2 separate regions of the Sus scrofa genome follow, and region 2 is linked to region 1. Evidence: chromatin contacts called from public Hi-C data. All regions are on one chromosome and are shown on one strand. The core of a region is the stretch at or near the end of the contact, and the rest is flanking DNA. Distances in the headings are between cores, read along the strand shown. Region 1 overlaps SRGAP3 (SLIT-ROBO Rho GTPase-activating protein 3). Region 2 overlaps SRGAP3 (SLIT-ROBO Rho GTPase-activating protein 3).

What was found. Hi-C and Micro-C count contacts between places; a contact is called where the count stands out from the background.
Region 2: a Hi-C map of adipose tissue shows a contact between it and region 1, with 6 times the contacts expected there. The contact joins two enhancer-like sites. A contact is called at or near these places in 1 of 5 promoter capture datasets (liver), 29 of 47 Hi-C or Micro-C datasets (adipocytes, adipose tissue, alveolar macrophages and 17 more) and 2 of 2 datasets of contacts at active chromatin or transcription factors (alveolar macrophages and skeletal muscle).

The regions. Positions count from the first base shown.
Region 1 is chr13:65,364,602-65,369,863 of Sscrofa11.1, forward strand. SRGAP3 (SLIT-ROBO Rho GTPase-activating protein 3) reads right to left here. Exons shown (of 25, transcript XM_021071097.1): 25 at 2,995-5,262. Among named protein-coding and RNA genes, the nearest start is that of RAD18, 8.1 kb to the left of the region's middle. Within about 2 kb of position 3,975, at least 9 of the 83 cell types and tissues checked have an H3K27ac peak or open chromatin away from gene starts, as enhancers often do. A contact at or near this core is called in adipose tissue and subcutaneous adipose tissue, where this site is marked.
Region 2 is chr13:65,688,341-65,693,335 of Sscrofa11.1, forward strand. The region is part of intron 2 of SRGAP3 (SLIT-ROBO Rho GTPase-activating protein 3); the gene reads right to left. Among named protein-coding and RNA genes, the nearest start is that of THUMPD3, 30 kb to the right of the region's middle. Within about 2 kb of position 3,436, at least 23 of the 83 cell types and tissues checked have an H3K27ac peak or open chromatin away from gene starts, as enhancers often do. A contact at or near this core is called in adipose tissue and subcutaneous adipose tissue, where this site is marked.

The DNA.
Region 1 (5,262 bases), core at 2,725-5,224:
GAAGCAATCAGACAAAAAGAGACCATAGAGTATCTACCATAAATCAGAATTCTTCACAGATCATGAGCAGAGGTCACTGTTACAGAATAAAAAAAGACTTAAGAGGCATAGCCCCATTCTACCCTTGTTGGGCTCCTAGTTTGAAGAAATCAAACTTTAAAAGACATTTTGGGGAATAACAAATTAAATTTAAATGTGAACTATGTATTATATTATACTGGGAAATTATGATTAATTTTATTGGGTGTGATAATGGGATTGTCATCAAGTAGAAAAACGTCTTTTTTAGGGATGATGCTGATGTGTTTCAAGGTAAAAGGTCATAATGTTGGTGATTTATTTGAAATTTTTAAAAGATAAATTTGGAAAATTTTAATTTTTTAAATCTAGGTGATAGCATAATAGGTTACACTATTCTCTTTATTCTGTAAGTTTCAAATTTTTGCAGTAAAAATCGGAGACCAGATTCCCACATGCCATTTTATAAATGGCCACATGAGGCAGTAGAGTATCAGGATAGATGTGGGTCCAAGCTTTCAGGAAGAAATGCAGAAGGGCAATCACCCCCATGCATTATTCCTCGTGTATTTAATTTACCTTTCACTAAAAGGCCTGTGAAGGGCCTATAAGGGCACAAAAAAGTCAAATTCAGCCCCGTCCCTGCCCTCCTGCAGCCACTTGTCTAAGTAGTGTCTGTGTATCTGGGAGCCAGGAAGGGATGGTCACCAGAAGCCTCTCTCTTGGTGGGTCTGTGCAGACTTGGGTGCCTATGTGTTCCCCATCACTGGAATGGAGGCCTAGGCTCAGCATGTTGGAAACAAAGAAATTAATGTGGGGGCAGGGAGCAGGGGTAGTGGTGAGGGTGGAGCCAACCATCTGTGTTTTGAGTTCACCTCTTCCACAGGTTATTCAAGTTTACCGCTTATCAACCGTGATCTTGGGAAAATTACTGAACTTGATGGAGCTAGTAATAGTTCATACCTTATGGTTCCTCTGTTGAAGAGAATGACACAGTCCACATAAGCTGCTTAGAACTGTGCCTGGTATATAGTAAGTGCTTAATACGAATGTATATACATACACAAAGGTTCCAAGGCCCACTGGGGAAAAGGAGAAATTTGGCTTTGGGACAGGGGTCGCTGGAATTAGGACTCTCCAAAAGGCAAGATCGTCAACGTAGCAGCTACATTTATTGAGGGTTCTCCCTGTGCCAGGTACTGTCCCAAGCACCTCCTATGTACTAACTGACCTACTTCTCATGACAAGCCTCCAAGGCAGGTACTGTTACTATCTCTGCTTTAGAGGTGAGGAAACTGAGGGGCAGAGCTATAGAGAACTTTCCCGAGACTTCTCGGCTGGTAGGGAGGGGAGACCAAGATTTAAACCCAGGCAGTCTGAGCTTGGAGTCCTCATTCACGTCCACGAGGTGGCTGTACTCCTCTTTGGCAATGGGTGCTGTGGGAAGACAAAGCATTTACCTAGAAGCGGGGATGTCATCCTGCATTGAGTCTGTCTGTGGACCTGGGGGAGGGGTGACAAAAAGATCCAAGATCCTGCTCTGACTTCATTTCTCAAGAGCTCCCCCTGGAGGGTGGTGCCCTTGTTACACTCCCGGGACTTGCCTGACCAGCATCATTTTCTCAGTCACAGATAGAATCCATCTCTTCCTGTGGGGGAGCCACTCTTATCTTACTTCCCACCAAGTGTTCAGGCAAGGCTGACCCCAGCCTCTAGCTCAGTGATTGGCCCATGGTAAACCTGTGACTTAAGCTAGGCCAGAGAAAATCTGAGACTTTTACTCATCTATTGGGAAACAGATACACCTTTTTTTTTTCTACATGTGTAGTTAAGAGCTAGGATGTAAGCTTGGAATCCCTTTGTGTCACTTTTGCTGTCATGTGGAAAGAGCCAGCCTAGGAATGTAGACGACATGAAGGAGAGCAAAGCTAGGGGTGGAGGGACAGAAGCTTGTGACATTGTTGGAACACCTAGATTCAGTCCTGCCTGAATCTCATTTTCCTTTTTGTTCAGATGGGGCAGAATTATTCCTTTTCATTTCAGACAGTCTGAGTTGGGTCTCTGAATCCTGATGTATGCATTTCTCAACAGCATGAAAGAAAGCAGAAAGGGCCAAGCTATTTATCAGGGCATCAAAGACCTAGGAGAACTGGTCTATGTTCAGTTAAAAGAACAGGCATGTGAAGAAGGAAACTCTTGTCCCATAGATTACAGGACTCTGTCAGCTGCCTCTAAAGAAGGTCTGTGCATTGGCTCCGTGCATAGGCCATTGATCTCCACATTAGAAAGCAAATAAGCCCCTTGTGGGGTAAGATGGGGGATATATGGATGGGCTCAGATTCTGACTCCTTCTCTTCCTAGCTTAACCTTGGCAAGCCACTTAGCCTCTCAGAGCCTCAGCTTACTTCTCTGCAGAATGAGGTTTGAAAAAGGTACTTACCTTTAATAGCCATTTTGAGAATTTGATGAGAAAATGCATGTAAAGGGCTTCATCTAGTGCCTAGGACAGAAATATGTGTCAACGAACACATCACACACACACATACGCACGCATACAGAAAAATTCCTAGGGACTGTATATGTGACAACAGGTGCTAAAATGTAGACAACAGGTGCTAAAATGGTTCATATGCCGTCACATTGGAAATTGGTATCCTGTGGCCTTGGATGAGCACTCTCCCGAAGGTGATCTCTGAAGATGATGGCTCCCCTTTCCCTTGCCTTTGCCATGACAGACCCAGTTCTTGCTTTACCAGCGGGCACCCCCCACTTACCTCCTTCATTTAGCTCGTCGTGGACATGCTCCTCCTTGGAACCTTGGCCTTCATCCTGTTGGATCTGAGCTAAAGGACATTTCAGAGATGCTTCCTGGGGGAAGCACACAGACTGTGGATGGAGGGTAGAACACTCCCCTCCTCCAGGACCTCCCCATCCCCGACAGGCCACCTCCCCTTTCCAAAAAGCCACCGGAGCACGTTTGAGAAAAGTTAAGCTGTTTTATTTCACAGGATAGCTCCACGTCAAACCAGCAGGCACCATCAGAACACGCGACAGAGGATCCAGCCAGACGCTACAGGACGGGCGCTGGGGTGTAAGGTAGAGAAAGGATGTCTGGGAAAGGGCAACACATCTCGTCACATGGGGACAGGCAACCAGCAATTTCCTAGGGTGGTTTCAATTTGTTTTTCCTGACACAGTTTGGGGAGGAAGGAAACCAAAGAAAATGAAATAGACCAGCCACTCTGAAGCAATCAGAACCAAACCGAATGCCAAACCATGTAAACAGTCACACTGCCGGGAACTAGAACCTGGGCAGAGACTCTGGCCAGAAACTCCTTCCATCTGAGGAAAGCAAAGTGCACTCTGGCTGTTCTGGTTCAAGGCTGTCGTTGGCCTGGGGCAGTTAACCCAGAAAGGAGGTGTCAGCAAGGGGCAGCGCGGGCCATTCGGCCGGTCCCAGAGGATGGGACAGCCGATCGCTGGCCAGGAGGCCTCCGACCTGACAGCCAAGTCCCTTCTCCCAGCTCCCCGGCAGCACTGGGTTTGTGGGGAATTCTCTACACGCTGCTCAGAGGAGCGGGGCCCCAGAGAACCGGGGCGGTTGACAGGAAACGTCAGCATTAGCTCTGCACAGCAGAAAATCATCTTACAGCACCTGGCTCACCCTGCCCTGCCCTTTTCCTCCCCGACCCCCCTCCCAGGGCCCGGCAGGGCCCCCGACACAGCTGGGAGCCAGCCTTTTCTCTTTCTGGGTTTCTCAGGAGGATGAGGCGTTTGCTCTAGTGTGGAACCGTCTGAATGTGTGAAAAGTTAGGAAGAGAGAGACTGGAAGAACCATTACATGAGTCCGCGTGGTTTTCTGTTGGCCGTGTGCGCGCGCTCAGCGCTAAGTCACCACCAGGTCCCAGGAAGTCCTCTGCCTTCGTGCTTCCCGAACAAGAGAGAAACACCCCGACCAGGCGCTCCGAGGGCCTCCGACGGAGAAGCCAGCCCCACGCGAGGCCCTGCCCCGCGCTGGCTGCCCCCCTGGGCACCATCACCCGGCTCTGGAGCGTTTATAAGGCGGATGCTGAACTGCTGGTTCGGCGGGCAGCAGAGGGAACAGCTCCACTTCCCCGCGTCTCTTCGCACTCAGATCTGTTCACAGGAACCTTTCCTCCCTTGGGAATACGTGTCTCTCCTGTCCCTGGGCCCCGGGGACCTCAGAGAAGAGACTCCCCAGTCTAATTCCCAAGCTGACAATTCCCTCCAGCTGTGCGTGCGCTCCGTCCGGGGTTCAAAAGGCGCTTCAAGGTGAGAAATCGTTAGCACTGAAAACAAGGAAAGGCAAGAATTTTTTTCACAGAATCCCACAGCTCAGAGCAGCTCTTTAAGAGGAAAAAGGACTAAAGGGAGAGAGGGGAAGTGGGGTAAGGAGTGTGGCTTGTTCTTAATTTTATCCAAGAAAGGTCCTTGGCGGCTGGAGGCTGGGCCCCAGGCCCAGGAAACTAGACCAGGAACGAATTGTCTTTGGTCAGTTTTAAATGAACATCTTGCTGGCTCATTTCTAAAGTAGACTGAACACCAATTACACATAAAGACAAAAGGCTTGACCTCAGGGTAAATTGAAGGTTAAGAAATCATTCTGTGAAGCAAAAAATAAAAATAAAAATAAAAATTGCCCGTTATCAATGAACTGATCAGTACAGCTTTCAGGAATGGTGATGGACAAGTAGGTAAACACCACTTCTCCTCGTACAATTGGTTATATTGAGGACTACTAACTAGGTTACTACATTTCCCCCACACTCACTGTACAGTTAGGTTTCTGGTATTTGTTTTTTACATTGATCTATCTACTAGGTGCAAAGATTTGGTGAGTGGCATTGGCTATAATTTAGTTGTAGCCTTTTTAAAAATTACAGTTTCACATTTTAACAGTTACTTTCCAGCATGTAAGCAAATACAGCAATATATAGTGAACTAACACAGGCAGGAGTCAGGAAGAGAATGCCAATGCTGTGACCATGACCGTGGGCGGGCCTAGATGCATGTGGAGGGGGCCTGAGACATGCAGGGCACCAGATGGGGGAGGTGGCGGGGGAGTGTTTTTCCATTTGGTTCTGCGTCAAGGCTCAGATTTGGGGCTGGATGACTGGGGTGTGAGCTTCCCTAAATGTGAACTCATCAGCCGTTTCCCAATGGAAAAATAGGTGCTTTAAGAAAACAGCTAAGGCTCTGCCTTCAGGTAATGTGGTGAGAGGC
Region 2 (4,995 bases), core at 2,186-4,685, 320 kb after region 1:
ACTTCACCCACACTGGCTGCCTTGCCATTCCTCTGACACATGAAGTGCCCACCTGAGGGCATTTACACTTGCTATTCCATTCACCTGGAGAGTATTTTCCTCCAACAGCCACATGGCTTGTTCATTCATCTTCAAATCTACTCAAACACCACCTTCTCAATGAAGTCTTCCCTCACCAGTCCATTAAAAGTTATCCTCTTTCCCTATTGTTTCCCCTTTGCACATATCCACTTTTTAAAAGCTTACAATTTGCTTATTTTATTGTCTGTCTCCACCCATTAGAATATAATTCCTTGAAGGCAGGGATTTTTGTCTTGTTTACTGTTGTATCTTAGTGTCTGGAACAACACTGTTACGTGGCAGGCACTCAATAATAGTTACTAATAAATGAATGAAGATATAATGTGAAAAATATAACATTTGGTACAAAAAGAGCTTATGGGAATACTGAGGAGAGATGTCTAACCCATTTGAGGAAGTTGGGCAGAGCACAAGAGGGTGGGAAGATGTTCGGAGCAGAGACCCAAAGTAAAGACACAATCTCTGCATACAGAGCAGGAGAGAAAAAAAGGGTCCATATGATGAAAGAGATGCAATACAGCCAACTTTCTGTCTTACTATAGCCCCTCACAATATGTATCCAGCCTCCCCTTTCCCTCTCCAGCTGAAGGGACGTGACTCCCCACCTCCAAATCCAGTTCTGCTCCTCGTTCCCCAGACAGACCTGACCTGAAATGGCAGGACATAAGCTGCTCCAGCACCTCCATGGAAACCAGCATTGAATCAGGTAGGAACTAGGCAGGAACTAGGCAACAGGAGCAGAGGGACTATGGTGGCATTGGAGCCCAGTTCTGATGACTAGACTCCAGCCTCATTCCCAGCATCTGGAGCCTTATCTTGGCTAATATCCAGTTCCTTTGGACTCTAGACCTGCCTTGACATGACTGCTTTTAAAAACAGAAAACTGGGAGTTCTTGTGGCGCAGTGGAAACGAATCCAACCAGGAACCAAGAGCTTGTGGGTTCCACCCCTGGCCTTGCTCAGTGGGTTGTGGATCCTGCGTTGCTATGGCTGTGTGTAGGCCAGCAGCTGTAGCTACAATTAGACCCCTAGCCTGGGAACCTCCATATGCCACGGGGGCGGCCCTTAAAAAAAATAAATAAATAAAGGCAAAAAAATAAAATACAATTAAAAATTTTAAAAAATTAAAAAAAACAGAAAACCCCTTGTTCTCATCATGGTTCAGTGGTAACAAACCTGACTAGTATCCATAAGGATGCAGGTTTGATCCCTGGCCTTGCTCAGTGGGTTAGGATCTGGCATTGCTGTGGCTGTGGCATAGGCCAGCATGTGCAGCTCCAATTTGACCCCAGCCTGGGAACTTCCATAAGCTGCAGGTGCAGCCTTAAAAAAAACAAAACAGGAGTTCCCGTCACGGTGCAGCGGAAATGAATCCCACTAGGAACCATGAGGTTGTGGGTTTGATCCTTGGCCTTGCTCAGTAGGTTAAAGATCCAGCATTTCTGTGAGCTGTGGTGTAGGTCACAGACACAGCTCAGATCTGGTATTGCTGTGGCTGTGGCATAGGCTGGCAGTTGTAGTTCCAATTAGACCCTTAGCCTGGGAACCTCCATGTGCCTCAGGTATGACCCTAGAAAACAAAAAACAAACAAACAAAAACAAAAAAGAACAGAAAACCCAACCCAAAGTGGCATAAGCACTAAAGAGATTTTTTGAGTGGAACAATTAGACATTCTAGTGGCAGGGATGGCCTCAGTCACAAGACTCAACTGATGTCATTGAGACTGGGTTTTTCTCCATTTCTTAGCTCTGCCTTCAGTGGGGTTGGCTTCATTCATCCTCAGGCTCTTCAAAAGCCCCCAGCCTCCGCAACAGCTTCAGGCTTTCTCTTCAGGGTGCCAAACTGAAGAGAAAGTTGTTTTTTTTTTTTTGTCTTTTTAGAGACACACCAGCCACATAATCCATTCGCAGCTTAGGGGTTCAATCTAAGCTGAAGCTGCCAGCCTACCCCACAACCACAAAGCAGGATCCAAGCCAAGTCTGCAACCTACACCACGGCTCATGGCAACCCACCCACTGACCGAGGCCAGGGATCGAACCCAAGTCCTCATGGATACTAGTCGGGTTGGTTACACTGAGCCACAATGGGAATTCCCAGCTCCACCTTCTCCCAGACTTTAACATCAGTGGGAGGAGGGCACCTGCCTCTTTCTCCCACCAATGCCAGAAAAGTCCTGGCTGCATTTCATTGGCTATGAAACCAAAGTCTATGCCCTTCCCAACCCCCACTCCCCCTCCATCCCCCCACCCCCCACCCCTCGTCCCCAAGCTGGGTGAGAGAAAGGATTTGCTAACTTGATTGGCCTGGAGCTAAGAATGGAGCCTTGCAGAGATCTGTAGCGGAAAGGAGAAAACGCAAATCTGGGCTGGAAACAGAAAGAAGGGGAATGGCTGCTGGAGGGGCAAACTACAACCTCTTAATCCAAATTTAGTTCCATAGCATGGCCTCCAACAACCCAGCCAAAGAGATAAATAACAGTTCTTGATTAGAGAATGTTTTACACTTTCTGCCACATTCTACAAAATTCAAAAATAAACAGTGAAATCATATCTTTTATGGTGAAATGAATATTAAATACATAAACCATTGAAACATATGGGGATCTAAATGATGATAATGATTTTTCAATATAATTTGCTTTCAGGATTTTCAAAAAATAATGTGATGCTATTAGCATTCATCTTCAAAAAAGTAGAATAAAATTCAGGAAAGTAAAACAGAGATGACCTAAATCATGCCTATTATCAAAAACCCATTTCAACAGATTCCAAAGGCTGTCTGAACTCCTCTCTGACAATGCAATTTTGCTCTGTCAAATATTTCATGAAAGTGGGTCACTGGCTAGAGTCAAAAACAGGGTTTTGTTTTTCTTTTTTAGTGTAGCAATTTGTCCCACATGATTTTTTTAAAACTGGATTTTTAATTGAGCCAGTGTTTTTGTCCATCTGAAGGAATGCATCAAATATATTTGTTTAGAAATCAGCTATCCTGGCGATTTATAAAACTTAAAGAAACATATAATTTAATAATTGTTCTTCCCCTTAACTACTTCCTGCTAAGCATCTCAAGGCGGGAGAGGTTAGATGAACATCTGGGGGGGGGGTTGGTTTTTTGTTTTTTGTTTTTTTTTTTCTTAAGCCTGAGAAACTGGAACTTCCCTACATTTCAAAGCACAAAGACATTATTCAAGGAAAGGGGCCAGGGAGGCAGAGCAATTCAATTTTGTAGGCCGCTGTGTACTTCTTCCTTTCTCCTGCCAAATCAGGGCTCACCCCGGTCCCAAGTGGACTACATGCGAGGCAGCCCTCTGTGAAAAAGTGAAAGCAGTCGAGGAAAAAGAAAAAGCGGCCAGCCAGGAGAGCCTGGGGAGCACTCATTATAACTGAATAGACCCAGTGAAAGGGGCTTTTTGCTGAGCTGCCTGGGTGGGGCCACTCCATTCAGGCTCCCATTGTAAATTCCATCTGTGTGCTATCATTTCCTGACCCAGAAACAGGAAAATGTTTGGACCATAAATTTCCCCAGGACCTGGCCTGGCCACAAAATTCATTACCTTTTAGGTTCACTGGCTCCTTGGATGTTTGGTAAAGGTTTGAGACCTCTGAGACCTATCTGCCTATAGTCACAGGCTAGATGCTTCCTACAGTAGTAGTTACGGCTCTGAATCTACCACACAGTTATAAACAAAATGAAAAAAAAAAAATTTATAACTGAACTTCATTCTTGGCCCTATTCAACCAGAGTGGTAAAAATGTAATCTCAGCTAATTTATTACTTATTTATTTATTGTCTTTTTAGGGCCGCATCTGCAGCATATGGAGGTTCCCAGGCTAAGGGATCGAATCAGAGTTGCAGCAGTCAGCCTATGCCACAGCCACAGCAACGCAGGATCAGAGCCTCATCTGTGACCACAGCTCACAGCAACTCAACCCACTGAGCAATGTCAGGGCTCAAACCCACGTCCTCATGCATACTAGTCGGGTTCATTACCACTGAGCTGCAGCAGGAGTGCCACCTCAGCTAATTTAAAGTCTTCATCCTGTTTTTAGGGAATGCCTCTTGGTTCTGGGTGTTTATGGAGAATCATGGGGGGTGGGGCATGTATCTGGTCCCTGCTGTCATGTATCCATGCAGCTGTCAGATGAAATCGCCGTCACCTTGTTTGGCCTGTAGGCTGCAATCCTCACTGATCATCACTGACATGTCCCTCACCCAAGCTTCATGATGCCTTCCGGCCCAGCACCATTTCTGGGCCACACAGGGAAACAGGAATCTGCCAGTTGTGTCCTTTCTGCTCTACAAGACTTTGCCCAGAAAGCAGGACATAAGGCCCCTCTCTCTGGTCCCTGCTGCATCTCTAGGTCTATCATACCCCCAGTGTCTCTCCTCCTTCCCACCCTCACCTCCCCTTCAAAAAGTGGATTTTCTGTTCACCTGAGGGAGAATCTCTCTTCAAACCCCTTGTTCCCACTCATTCTGGCCATGTTCAGTGCTCTCAGTGTTCCCCTAAGAGCTTTAGACTTTTGGAAACCAAAGCAAGAAAGATTCCCATTTGTTTTTTTTTTTTTTTGCTCTGACATTTTCTTCCCTGAGTTAATGAGCACAGAATGGCCTAGAAGCTTAAATGGAGAAGGCTACATAAACAGAAGCGCTTCAGAAGGTGAAAAAAACTAATTTAAAATACACACATTAGCATTTTAGAATTATTATGTACTGTTATCTTGTAATATCTGCATTCTCCTTTTTTAATCTTCAAGGCAATCCTGTGAGGTAGATATTATTTTTCCTGTTTTGCAAATGAGAAAATCAGGGTGCAGAGAGATTAGAAAGCCTTGCCTGAAGTCATATATGCCAGGTTTTGAATTCAGGGCTTTTGGTTATGAATCCAAAGTTAATTCCACTATATCTCGGCT